2 separate regions of the Astyanax mexicanus genome follow, and region 1 is linked to region 2. The links are chromatin contacts, called in public Hi-C maps. All regions are on one chromosome and are shown on one strand. Each heading gives the region's core, a stretch centred on a gene start, on an enhancer-like site or on the middle of the called end of the contact. The rest is flanking DNA. Distances are from core to core; before and after follow the strand shown.

Region 1 (6,748 bases), core at 4,211-6,710, 130 kb before region 2:
CCACTCACAGCCTTCCCATGAACACCTGTACGGCTTCTCACCTGCAAACAAAAACACAAACACCTTTAGCACTGCAGCCGGGAGGGCACAGGGGGATGAAATAAATAAATAATAAAAAAAACTTCACAAGCATCACAAATGCGTCAGTCAGACACAGGGCACTCTCTAACTGCGGAGGTTTTAATGCGCAGTCAGCTGTAGCATTCAGCTGGGAATGATCGGAATGTTTAAAGTTCTCAATCTGTGCTCTTGTAAGCTTAAATAGCATGTGAATGAATGGACAATGAGTTCGATGCATAGACTGCGGGTTTGTCCAGGACATTTAAAAAAAAAAAAAAAAAAAGTTAAGGGAGAAAACCAAAAAAAAAAAAAAGAAAGAAAGAAAGAAAAAAGAAAAAAAAGTGGGCCACCCAGTTCCCCCATTGAAATGTCTGGCCCTTTCCCATGACGAAACCAATAGTGTTTTGGTAGAGCAGGTTTCCTTTCATCCTGCGAGGCCTTCTACCCCCTCCCCCTGAGGGCAAAGCCACATTCCAAACAGATTAGGTCACCGTGCAGTCATGCAAGGCAAATATGCAGAGAGTGGCAATGGTCTTGCAGCTGGGGACAACCTGAGTGAACTCTCAACGCTATTACACAACTACTCTAGCAGAACAGATGAATCTCGGCCAGTTGAGCAGAGTTTCAGTCTGAACTGAATATCGGTCAGACTGAGATCAATTCTGGCTTAAATGTGTTTAGATAACGCTAAATGTAACTCTAGCACTGAAGGGAAACTACAAAGGATTGTACTTTCAATGTTCCAGAGCGGCCGATACTGGTTTCTTCTTACGTGAGGCTTACGTAACAACATGACGACAGCAGAGAGATCATAGGGGCATCCCAGCTGGTGCTGGACTGATTTGTAAATGTTGATGTGTGTGTGTCTATATATGTAGCGGAAGAGAAAGTTTGTACGCTTATTTAATTGATTGAGACATTGCAGATTAAAAGAGAAAATAGCATAGCTGCATAAGGGTTTGTGTTTCTCTTAAAATGAAAGAACACACTGACCACTATCAGATGTTGAGAAAGATAAGGATAGGTAAAAGAGCAAAACAGGTGTTTTCTTACCTGTGTGAGTACGCTGATGTGCTTTTAAGTGAGAACTCTTTGTGTAAACTTTCCGGCAGCCGTTGAAGTGACACCTGTGCACTCTCCTCCTGCCGTCTGGAGACGTGTCCCCTCCTGCCAAACCCGACTTATCCGCCCCTGAGACCTTGGCCATTCCCCCGTGCCTGATCTTGATGGGCAGATGCAGTTCAGTCTGTATGGAGCCCCATACCTGGGCCGCACCGGGCTCCTGCAGCGCCTCCGGTGAAGACGGGGGCGTGGCGATGATGGACGAACCCAAGTGTCCAGTCTCAGACAACACCGAGCCCAGAGGGTTGGAGCTAAAGCTGTGGGTGGGCGAGAGTTCCTCTGAGCTGTCCGACGCCTCGCTGCTGACGTCCGAGTTGACGCTGTTGGTCTCCAGAGCCTGGCTGTCCTGATTGTCAGGGTCTTCCTTGACCCGCGGGAGGGTTGAGTCCGAATCGCTCTTTGAGTCCCCGCAGGCCAGGATCAGTTTGCTCCACAAGTCCTCCTGGCTCTCAAATTTCAGGTCAGACGCTGAGACGTATGGTTCGCTCTGGAGGTAGCGCTCCAATTCCAAACATGTCTGGCGTGGGGAAACAGGGAACACAAGGTTAGAACATTGGGGAACCCTTCAATTTTTTAGTTTTCAATTCTGGCTTAAATATTGTGCAGTGCATGTTCAGCATTTCGTTGAATTCCCAGTCCAATTCCCTGTCCAGACGGGAACTGCACTGCTGTGCTAAATAGTGCCTAGGCAAGACATTTAATTCTACACTCGTCAAGTCAACCATTGTCAACTAAGTCACTCTGGACCAAACGTGTCTGCTGAACAAATGCAAATGTAATCAATCATCAGGTTCCTCAAAACAGGCCAACCAAGCAGAAAGCCATATCCCCTTTGGCGCTAATGAGGAACAATCTTTCCATCATCTCTCTCACGACAGGTTATCCTGGGGGATGTCCAATTTCCTGGCACATCTCAAGCTTCAAGTCTTGCTTCAAGACCTTTCTCCATGCAGTATCTGACAGCACCACTGACAGTGTAGTTTAGAGCTCCAGACTGAGCTCAGGGGAATGAATGAACGTTGTCTAAGAACATCTCTAAAGATCAGCAATTCCACGTGTCAAAATGTTACGCATGTTTGACACACACACACCTAAAAAATGAACCCAATTATGGTGCTCTCAGCATGATTGTGTCCAAATTTAGCTTGGCTTAAGCCAACGTTGCAGCGCCTCATTCTGAAAGACTAACATTTATTCACTTGGTTAACAGTGGCCACGTGAGTCATGCACTCGGCCCTTTTCAGAGTCCTTTTAAGGAAGCCACAACACTTCCTCTCTCTGCTCTGCTTATGTTGAGCTTCCTCATTCAGACTCGTGAACATCCAACCACACCACTGGGTTAAAGTGAACAGCTGTAAGCAGAAGTAAACTCAGCAGTGGTGAAGCGAGTACCAAGAAACACCACTTAAAATGTATGTACTCAACCAATGTTCTCTTGCTAGCGCTGCTTGTGCAAATGACGGAAGAAGCACATTCTCAAGGCCTGGGTCATCTTGTGAGTGCGTGGGTGTGAGTGTGTGTGTGTGTGTCTGTGTGTAAGTGAGTGTGTTTTTAAATGCATGTGTGAATGAGTGTGTTGGAAGTAACCACTGGGAAAGCAAGTATGAACACATTCGAGACGGTGCTTGGCTCTTGGCTTGAATCCGAGAACCTCAATCGCCTGAGGGTTTACTACCTGGCTGGATTTCAATCATGCTCTGACTGAATATTCTCAAGGGAAGAAAAGCGGCATGTAACACCCTCGCCTGTCACACCGCTATGCTGCGTTATCATACTAAACCCAGCCTCCTTCTTGGATTATTTTTCATATTTCCATGTGTCATTGATTTTCTAGCTTTGGGAGCCAGTCAGAGGCCTAGTAGAGAGTCCTCAAGACCTTCTCTCAATCATAGAAGCTCAGGAGACCCACACAGTGTTAAAGTCACCACATGTTTTGGCTACTATACTGGCTATGAGGTCTAATATTAGTACACTAAAATCACTATAAATATGTCTTCTAATTATACCTAGGTTTATTTTTAAGGCGTTTTTTTATTAACTATGTGAGGTTTAGAATGACATGTTGCCAAATCATGCATTTTTCTTCCTTTTTGAATTGAAGCTCCTCTAAAATCCTAAAAGTCTGGGTGAAAGGCAATCATATTAAAACATAGTATTATAACTTACAATGTAGTTTTATGATGTACCATGTAAATGTTCACAAAAGTTGCCAACTCATTCATTTTCCTCCATTCTGTGAACATAGGCTGTTTAAAAAACATAACTTAAAACAGACTCCTTTACCATTCTGGATGGTATTATATAGATACCTGTGCACTTTGTAGGGTTATGAAATAAGGGATCACCCTAGCTAATAAATGCAAAGTAAGTTTGAGTGTCTGGAATCTTCAAAGTGTCAAGCAGTGGGTTGCCAAATCATGCATTTTCCAAGTGTCTATACATCTAAGCCTAAACCATTCATATTATTAAGATGAGATTTAACATATATATATATATTTTAACTTTCTTTACAGATATACACATATAGGTTGCCAAATAATTAAGTTTTCTCTTTTCATTGCACTTATACTAGTCTAAGACTCTTAAACACAGCAGTGCTCCCTTAACAGTGTTACAGTAACTTACTCCACTCCACTAGCTATCAGCGGGAGGCGACACTGACTTGCACTTTGACAGCGCACTCAGCTGCTGCAGGCTTGCGCTCCTTTTACTCACAAACCGCCTGCTTCCTTTGCTTAATTGCAAAAAAAAATACTCCAGCAACACATTGCTACAACTACTACAACTGCTGCTGCTACTATTACTATACTCTTTCTGCTGAACCTAGGCATGGCATGGCAGCGAGGTTGGCAAGGCTTGTGCAAGCGTGACAGACACGGCTGGCATTTCAATTCAAAGCCATGCACACACACGCACATAGCTCACATACATGCAAGTTAGGCGCCCATTTAGCTATCTAACCACAACCACAGCGCCTCAGCCAGTCAGAAGAGGGGAAGCATGTTTTTGAATCAGCTGCGTGCGTAACGCTGTGGATAAGACTACTTTTTTTTTGCTTTTAATGTTATTATACGTTTTCTGCTTATTATAAAGATATATATTACTCTTATCACCTGTTGCCATAATTATTTTAGCGTGACACTACTGGTATTTAAATTTAACGCCATGCACACACACATATTATATTTATATAACATACATGCAACTTAGGCGCACATTTAGCTATCTAACCACAACCATAGTTAAACTGACAGAGTCAGCCAGTCAGAAGCCAGTTTTGAACCATGTTTTTGGACAAGGCATTACTCACGATGTGGGTATTGCGCACAATATTTTATTATTGTATTATTTATTGTATTATAAGGAAATTCATACAAAAAAAGCTGTTATTGTTATTATAGTATTATTCAAGCATGACACACTACTGGTATTTAAATTTAAAGCCATGCATACACACACACAGATATGAATGCAAGTTAGGCGCCCACTTTGCTAAAGCAAACCACAACCACAGTCACAGTGTCAGTCTCAGCCAGTCAGAAGCAGGGGGCAGCCTGTGTTTGAATCAGAGGCGTGCGTACCACTCTCTCTATATCTCTCTCTCGCGCTCTCTATGGATCCATGCATATATAACTTATATGGGCATTGCGCATTTTAAAGCCATCTATCATGCACTATAAAGAATGAATTACCTGTTGCCAGTATTCTTCAAGCGAGGGCAGCGCTGAGAAGTAGCCCGTGTCGTGGACGATCTGGAGCTCCTGAAAAATGCTGCACATGGGTAGCACATCCATGGCAAAATCCCAGCAGAAAGAAGGGAAAGAGGGGTAAAACCAGAAGGGGGGGAAAGCTGTGGAAGTTCTAAAGTTATCTGGGGCTCGCAGAGCTTCCCGTCGTTTCTCTCCGCGTCTGTCTTCTCGCTCTCTGTCGGGAAGACCACCTCGTTTGCGCTCGTGACAGCGGAGAGAGGGTCCTCCTTCTCTTTCGTCTTCGTCTCGGTCGTACTATTCTCGCGGGTGCGTGTGTCTCGCACATGCAACAGCGGAGCAGTGGAGCGTCGCTTGTGCGCGGATGGTCCTGTGAGTGTGCGTGCTGTGTGCGTGTCCCTCACGCTCTCTCACGCTGGATAGAGCTTGCTCGCATGGACCAAACACACACACACTCTCTCTCTCTCTCTCTCACGCGCTCGCTCGCGCTCTCTCTCTCTCTCTCAGATACTGAAGTTCAGCTGGAAGCCCTGCTGCTGCTGCTGCGCTCTGTCAAACTTCTCTATTCAAACCTCGCAGCCCCCTCGCCCCCCGCCCTTGCTTTATTTTTCAGATTTTTTTCCCCGCAAACGGACCAATCAGAGGCGACCAGGTTGCGCGGGCGCATATGATATCACCTTGAGCCAATCACCGCGCCTAATGCAGATCAACTCGCCTCTTCTCCATCCTCATTGGCCCGCTCATCGTCCGGCCCCGCGCTCTGATTGGCCGGCTATTTTTAGACCCATATATAAAGGACTTGGGTACAGACACACTCTCTCGGCTTCTGCTTTTTTATTTTTTGACGGTGGCGGCGGTGGTGGTGTTGCTGCTGCTGGTTCACTCCGTGCCACAGATCCACTTTAACTCACTTCAGCTCACTTTAGCTTACTCCAGTTCCCTTTACAGAGCCTGTAATCACCCCAAGCCCATATTTAAGCAACACCTTCTCCATTTCTGGTACATACTGGTGGCTTTTTTGAACTCTTGGCATTTCAGTAGCCAAGTTCTTTTCCTAATGCTCTCTTACTATTTATTCACTTATATTCACTTTTATTAACTTTCAAAACTATGGAAGCCAGTTCCCGTTACCTCAAAAAAAAATAAATCTAAATAAATAAATCCAGCAGCTGTCCAGCACATTTTTAAGTCATTATTTTAAGATAGTAAGTTGTTATTTTGAGATACTCTCATAATTCTGAGATACAATCTAAATATTTTGAGATAGTAATTCATTATTCTGAGAGTTACATTATGAGATAGCACATTACTTAATAATAAGTACTTAATAATTATGGATAATGGATTTTTTTTTTATTTTAGGTGGCGTGCATAGTCTTTCATACAAAACAAACCTTACTACACTGTAAAAAAATATTTTTGCTTTGGTTCTTAAACAAGTAAACACGTCCACAAACTACCACAGAGAAGGTGTTTGGTCCAGACTTTTGGACTTTTCAGTTTGGTCCGAACCAAAGTAGCAGGTGTGAAAGGGAATGCGAACCACCATCTAAAGGACTAAAAGAACCAGAGCGGAACTTCTAAAGCATGGTCTGGTTTATCTGCAATGTAAAATCACTTGCCTAGATGGTTCAACCTAGACTTTTTACTGGAAGTTGACGTAGTCTTTAATCAAACCAGAGGGCTTTGTGATTTTTCTCTCCGCAAAAAACAATTACAATGTCATTAGAGATCAGATTTTTCAACTCATGTTTGGGGACAAAACAAATCTCAGATCAGCTGCTTGCGCTTTCTTAGGCTCGGACCAAAACACACACAAAAAAAAAAAATCAAAATATGTCATTAATTTGCTTAAATAT
Region 2 (7,187 bases), core at 980-3,479:
ACCCCCGTCATCATGATAGGGTTTCTAAAAAAGGGTCATGTGACATAAAGAGGGAATCCCGTGTTTTTAGTTCCTCAGCTGCTGCAGTAAATGTGTCCATGGCAATGTGTGTTTTGGACAAAACACAGCGGCGATCCACAAATGACTGTCTAATTCAGCACTGGCTATTTTAAACCACTCCGGGAAGAGCTGTTTCAGAGTTCGAGCATGTGTGTGTGTGTGTGTGTGTGTGTGTGTGTGTGTGTGTGGAAAGCATGGCTCAGACACTGCTGCTGATAGGCTGCAGAGGCTGATGACTCAGAACCGGAGGTTGAGGACATGTGCAGAGATCACCCATGGCAACAAGGTCAAAGCAAATAAACAGAGGCCAAAGCTCGTGTCTGATTGGCTGTGGAGGTTTTTTTTGTGCGTACAGTATTCCAACCGCTGAAGACTCCACGATAATTATACAAACACACATCAGATTAGTGCATTCCTCAGGGGTATCCAGAGAACTGAACTATTTACACTATCCTAACTATCCTTCAGTAAAAAAAAAAGAAAATAGAAATTAGACAATTTTTTTGCGTAAGAAGTAGGAAGAGAAATATGCAAAGCAAACAAACAAATCAATAGAAGCAGGCATGAACTGATTCACTGGTTTGCCACTGTTAGTCCACCCTTAGACTAAGCACATAACTCTCATGCAAACCGGATATAACTAGTTTTATATATTCTCAAACAGCTTTAAAAACCACAGAGACTTTTATTTTACAAACAAAACTAAAAACACACTAGTCCATTTTAGTAATAGCATGAAATATGCCACTGAAAGATGTTCTGTGTAAGAACACTTTATTTTTTATTTTCTTTAATTACACCCCAAAAAGGAAACTTTTCTAAAACAGATGCACAGATACTTTTATTTTACAAACTAAAGTAATAATAAAAAAAAGTATTTTATTTGTTTGTTGTAAACTGAAATTGTCCTTGGGTTTGTGAAAGGTGCCATGAATTAAATATTTTATAATAATAATAATAATAATAATAATAATAATAATAATAATAATAATAATAATAATAATAATAGTTGTTGTTGTTGTTATTATTATTATTATTGGTAGTAGTAGTAGTAAAGTATAAAATCATAAGGATGACTAGATCTAATGTAGAATAATTTAAACTGAAAATGTTGTTGCTGAAACTGAAATTTATTCACTAAACTAATTTATAAAGAATAACAAATAAACAACTATACTACTACTATGACTATATACGACTATATGACCATAATAAAATTTCTGCAATAATTGCACAAAACAGACATCAGATTAGTGCGATTTCATGTAAAATTCAGACCACCCTTCAGTAAATAGTAAAAGGACAAAAATATGCTCTATTTAATGTTTTTGAGAGTTGAGGAGTTCAGGATGAGGTAATGCTGGTGATTGTCCAACACCCTGACCTCACTATTCATATACTCTAGAACACCCTTGAGTTTGAAAGGAAACAATAAATTACAGGTCTCCCAATACGTCCATATAATGTGTGTTCTTTCATCTGATTATTAAATTAATACACATCTCTGACAATTTTACAGTGCTGTATACAGCATATAACAACAGTACAATCTTACAGACCCTACATATTGTTTATAATATACATATACAACATACATATATGTTTACAAGAACCACTCATACTTCTCCACTATGTTATGAATCAGCCTGCAAGTACTAAAACTTTAACGTAATTAGTTAGCAGGTAGCGTGACTAATCCATCACACACTTACCTGAAACCCTGTCAATCAGCCGGCCTGCTGACTACAGTTAATGCAAAAGAATAAAAGAACACAATTAATTTTCACAAAACCTTTTAACTCAGAGGTGAAAACATCAGTATCATCATCGTCCACATATACGTACCTTCACAGCAGCGTTTATCTGTCACTCCTTCAGGAGTAAGAAAAGAGGCGACAGCGTGAGGATGGCTGATAAAAGCGTGCGAGACTGAGTTGGCTCTCATTAATGAGTCTTATGTGCTATTAATGAGCTTTTAGGACATTTGCGTGATCAAACAGTAGCTGGCGTGTTTGAGTCCGCTGCATTCAGAGGGAAGATTAGCCAGAGAGTCGCTAATTTCACATCCAGCCCAGTCGTCTCAGCTCAGACTGGCAGATTCATTCTTCATGAAACATTCAGAATATTTCACTTCAATCTAATCCCTCCAGCTCCAGCTAAAGAGCCTCTGAAAGAGGCCTCCCAGTGCCAGCCTGGTGTGTGTGTGGTGGGGGGTCCACTCAGTGAATACTAGATGGTACAAGCAGCCAGCATAAGCCCTGCATGCTGAACTCTGCAGTATAATTATTAAAACCCCAAGTAAAACTCCAGCCAGCACATGCATGGCAGAGCAGACCTACTATAACTTAACCCAAAATAACTAAATGGAGCACCATCATTCCAGAGAACACAGTTCCATTATATATATCTAACTTGTAACTTCTATAGTCATTTTTATTGCTAGTACTTTTGCAGTGCTTTGATACTAACAACATAAAACTTTTTAAAGCTAAATGCACAAAACATTAAAAGAAAGAGTTAGAAACAGAGAGAGAATGAGAAATAGACAGAGAATGAAATGATAAAAGATATAGAAAAATAGAGCAGCTAAGATATAATGAGAGAATGAGTAAGTTACGAAGGAGTAAGAGAGAGTGATAAGCGAGAGGTCAGGATAAAAAAAGAAGAGAGAAAAAACAGGTCTCCATACATTTTTAAAAAAAGACGTACTATTCCGAAATTTTGGCCAAAACAAAATCGTTACAGTTATGCAAATAAACTTTAGATTAGGTAGGCTACCATGATTGTAAGCAGAATGTAAACAAGCGAAATTGAGATATTTGATACATCATCCCTTATTCAAAAAACTGCTTTTCTGCATTTTGGCTTTAATGACATTGGAATTTTTCCATCTTGTATTTGTTATTGAATTTAGGCATTGTTCCATTTTTGACAGAAAAGTGAGAAAGAGAAAAATAAGGGTTCTTCCTTTTTCTTCTTCTGCTGTGTGTGTGTGTGTGTGTGTGTGTGTGTGTGTGCGTGTGTGTTTTATCCCCATGGTTACAGTGGTGAGTGAGTGGCAGTGGCCTTGACTCACAGTGAGGAACTGTACACAGAACTGTTTACTCTCTCTGTCATTCTCTTTCACACACACAGAGACATGCAAACACACACGTGGGCCTCGGTGTCACTTCTCACAACTCAAAACACTCACTGTTTAATGTTATGTAACGCATGGTCACTGATACACACAGAGCACTTCCCCAACTCTCCAACCCACCCCCTGCATGGAGCTCCATCTAATGCCAGTACTTCTCTACAGGGCCTAAACAAGCTGGGTTTGTGCATTTGCACATATGTGTCAGCAGCTTAAAGTATTTGCAGAATGTATTTATTAGAAGGGGCGTATTTAAACATTTGGACATTTGGCATTTTGATTAGACACATGATTTGTCCATCAAAAGAAAATTAATGCCAATAAATTAGACTGCCTTTTGCGCCCCCTATAGGTTGCAATTTTAGTTCTGTTGGGTTGATGAACTCCACATCAGTTGTTAAATAATTTGTACCTCTATTACAGCCTTGTTCTAAATGGTTGCATTATCACAGATCACTGCTTTATTGCCTGCCCTTGTTTGACTGAGCCACACCTCCATACACTCATTATTAATGCCATATCATTTTTAAGCATGCTGTGTTGGCAGGACACCAACTAATATTGAGAATGCAGTATTTAAAGCAACATTAGATAATTATTATTTTTTGTTTATTGGCTCCCTATACAGTCAGAAAGTGTATTTTTGTGTTTTGAGACACTCTCCAACAAGGACTTACAAGCTCTGGACTTATGAGAGTCAAAGAAGCATGTAAATTGAGGAGGTATATCATATTATATACAGGACTTTACATGAATATAACGTGCACAGTCTATATACATTGATTGTGCAGTGTTCCACAGTGCTCACAAATATGATCTTTCCCACTTCACCAAAGTGACATAGTGTAGTTAGAAGTATGCCAAGCCTTTTAATGTCGTTTTAAGCTGGGAAATAAAAAAAAAAAGTGACAATAAGGCATGTAATTCACTGTGTTTTTATTGCTGTATCTCAGATACTTAATTCAAGTTTCCCGTGGGTAACTTCTAATTTTTTCTCAAATGCCAAACAATAATTGAGACCTCTTTTTATTCAGAACAGACTATAAATAAAAGTTTATAAGCCAATGAAACAATAGCTTAGCTTGGAAAAAAAACAGCACTATTTTCCATCATGCTATTTTTTACTTATTGTATGCAATAAAAAAAATAAAATAAAAAACGTTAAGTTTATTTTAGTGTTTAGGGATGGCTTGTGGACCAAAAGATTGATATCAAATAAAAACAGGCTTCCAATAGACATATAAAAATTACTTATTTTAGTTTTTAGATTTTATATCCTCCTTTGTATGCATTGCAGGCAGAAAACAGCATTATTATTATTATTATTATTATTATTATTATTATTATTATTATTATTATTATTATTATTATTATTATTATTATTATCATTATTATTATTAATAATAATAATACTTTTTTAACACTGGCAAATAATTCAGGTCTGAAAGGGTTTAAATTACATTGGCAGAGAGCTAGCCAACATTAGCGGCTAGAGAACTAAGGTAAGTGGAGAGCTAGCTAACATTAGAGACGAGCTAGGTAACAATAGCAGGGAGGGAACTAAGGTTAGCGGAGAGCTAGCTAATATTAGCAGGGAGAGAACTAAGGTAAGTGGAGAGCTAGCTAACATTAGAGATGAGCTAGCTAACAATAGCAGGGAGAGAACTAAGGTTAGCGGAAAGCTAGCTAGCATTAGCCGTGAGTTAGATAGGATATCATTAAAGGGGAGAAAACTAAGGTAAGCAGAAAGCTAGCAAACATTCATCGGGAGAGAACTAAGGTAAGCAGAAAGCTAGCTAACATTAATGGGGAGAAAACTAAGGTAAGCATGGAGCTAGCTAACATTAGAAATTATGTCTACATGTTTGGGTCTTAGATTATATCTACTGAGGTCTTAAAAATCATTCAATTTAACCTTTAAAATGGTGCAAGAACCCTGTTATGGCTGGTTGCACTGATGTCATTTATGATACCAAAATATGAGCTCTGCAAATACCTTTCTCAGCCCTATAACATCCCAGTATATTGGCTCAATTTTAGGTGTACTTCACAACTTTGGTTTTCTATTGGTTGGCCAATAGATAAAAAAAAAAACTCTTATAAAAATGATGCCTGCCATGAAAGATAGTCAGGGCTTCTGTGACCCCCCAACCCCACATAAATACCTGATTAGATTATCTGATCTAAATACAGTATGTACACTATTTCAGCATGATTATGCATGCAATTGAATATGAACATGAATGTGCTTTATTACATAAGCAGGTACATCTAAATGTAAAGCAAAAATCTGTTTTCATGTAATACTCTAAATAGAGCAAATTCAGTACATCATGTTTTTCCACTGCATGACCCAGATCCAGCCCCACACTTTTTTATTTTAATTCACCTTTGTTGAAAGTTACAAATTGCTTATTTAAATTGCTTCGTGGAGCGTTTAGATTTTTTAGAAACCCTCCCTGTGACTTCCTATGGCTGTTTAAAAAGTAATGAGACAGAATAAAAAAGCACTCAAGTTAATAGCCTTGAAAAAATGGTGCCCGGGCCATTTATCAGCTCTTCCAGGAAGCGGCATATGTTAAAAATGTTGGCACAGTACGCAGCCTTTAACATAATGGTCATATCCATTTGATAACTTAATACTGGCCTTCGAGAGCTGCAGATCCTCAGAGCCTCAGACTGAACAGCGGAGCATGAAGAAAAAAAACTTTATAGATCATTTCTAGGTGCACTCAGATATGCAAAACAACCACACGCACACTGGAGTCATGCATACACACACACACACACACACACGCACACACACACACATGGTTTGTGTGCATTCCGAAATCACTAAATCTTGTGCAACCATTTTTAAGGAACTCTTTAAGGACACTCAAAAAACACATGTTCTAGAACAAACACACACTTAGCCATGCAATTACACACACACAGACACACACACACACACACACATACACACACGCACACACTTACATACCCACCCACGCACAAGGGGGTTCCATGCCTTTGGAATGAATCACTTGGGAATGGCTGGGTTGGGTGGGTTGGGTTAGCTTGTCTGTGTTCATTTTCATACATTTTCAGGACAGAATGTACTACACATGCCACAAGTCATGGGATAGGAACTAGTATTGTTAGTACTGTTAGTGTCCTATCACTTTTGCAGTGTCTCGTGAAATCTATAGGACAGTGCACTGAGCTGTTATATGTGAATGCGGGGCCTCCTGCATTGAATGTGAATGTGATGTGACCTTGCTTGTGTATAAAAATGCCAAAAAACTCTAGCCAGGCACCACTAGTCACTATCATTGTCTTCTATGATGAGTATACCCTGTACACACCTCGCTCATAAAACTTTCATAATTCATATCGCCTTGTCATGAGCACACTGACCATTATTCATCCTCACTGGCAAGATAACTCCTCACAACTTATACACCTGTCAGCATTCTTAAGCTGCTGTTCCATGAGGTAATACTTCATGATCAGTTGACATACTGCTGAGCATAGGAAGTCAATGTTAAAAATATGTCATTTTAAAGCATTTCTATTGGCCTATTTATCATTAATTATGAACACAGTATAAATCTGACTTACTTTTTACTAGCAGGTCAGATTTACACTGTGTTCATGGTAAATGATAAATGGACCAATAGAAATGCTACAGTGACTTTCCATGCCCAAGCCCTGGAAAAAATAACAGACCACTTAAAAATGATGAGTTTCTTGGGTTTTACCAAATTGAAAACCTCTGGAATATAATCAAGAAGAAGATGGATGATTACAAGCCATCAAATCAAGCTTAACTGCTTGAATTTTTGCACCAGGAGTGGCATAAAGTTATCCAAAAGCAGTGTGTAAGACTGGTGGAGGAGAACATGCCAAGATGCATGATAAATCTGATTAAAACCAGGGGTATTTCAAATATACCAAATATAAATATAAACTTGTTTTATTTGCATTATTTGAGGTCTGAAAGCTCTGC

What was found. A called contact is a pair of places that touch in the nucleus more often than the background predicts.
Region 1: a contact with region 2 is called in a Hi-C map of muscle, with 9 times the contacts expected there. The contact joins the promoter of klf6a here to the enhancer-like site in region 2. A contact is called at or near these places in 2 of 3 Hi-C or Micro-C datasets (both in muscle).

The regions. Positions count from the first base shown.
Region 1 is chr6:48,166,831-48,173,578 of AstMex3_surface, reverse strand. klf6a (Kruppel-like factor 6a) reads right to left here and starts at 5,460. Exons shown (of 4, transcript XM_007238620.4): 1 at 4,875-5,460; 2 at 1,114-1,699; 3 at 1-41. The coding sequence starts at 4,976. The region is part of intron 2 of LOC107197132; the gene reads left to right.
Region 2 is chr6:48,036,388-48,043,574 of AstMex3_surface, reverse strand. No RefSeq gene overlaps it. Among protein-coding and RNA genes, the nearest start is that of klf6a, 130 kb to the left of the region's middle. Within about 2 kb of position 2,229, the one cell type or tissue checked has an H3K27ac peak away from gene starts, as active enhancers do.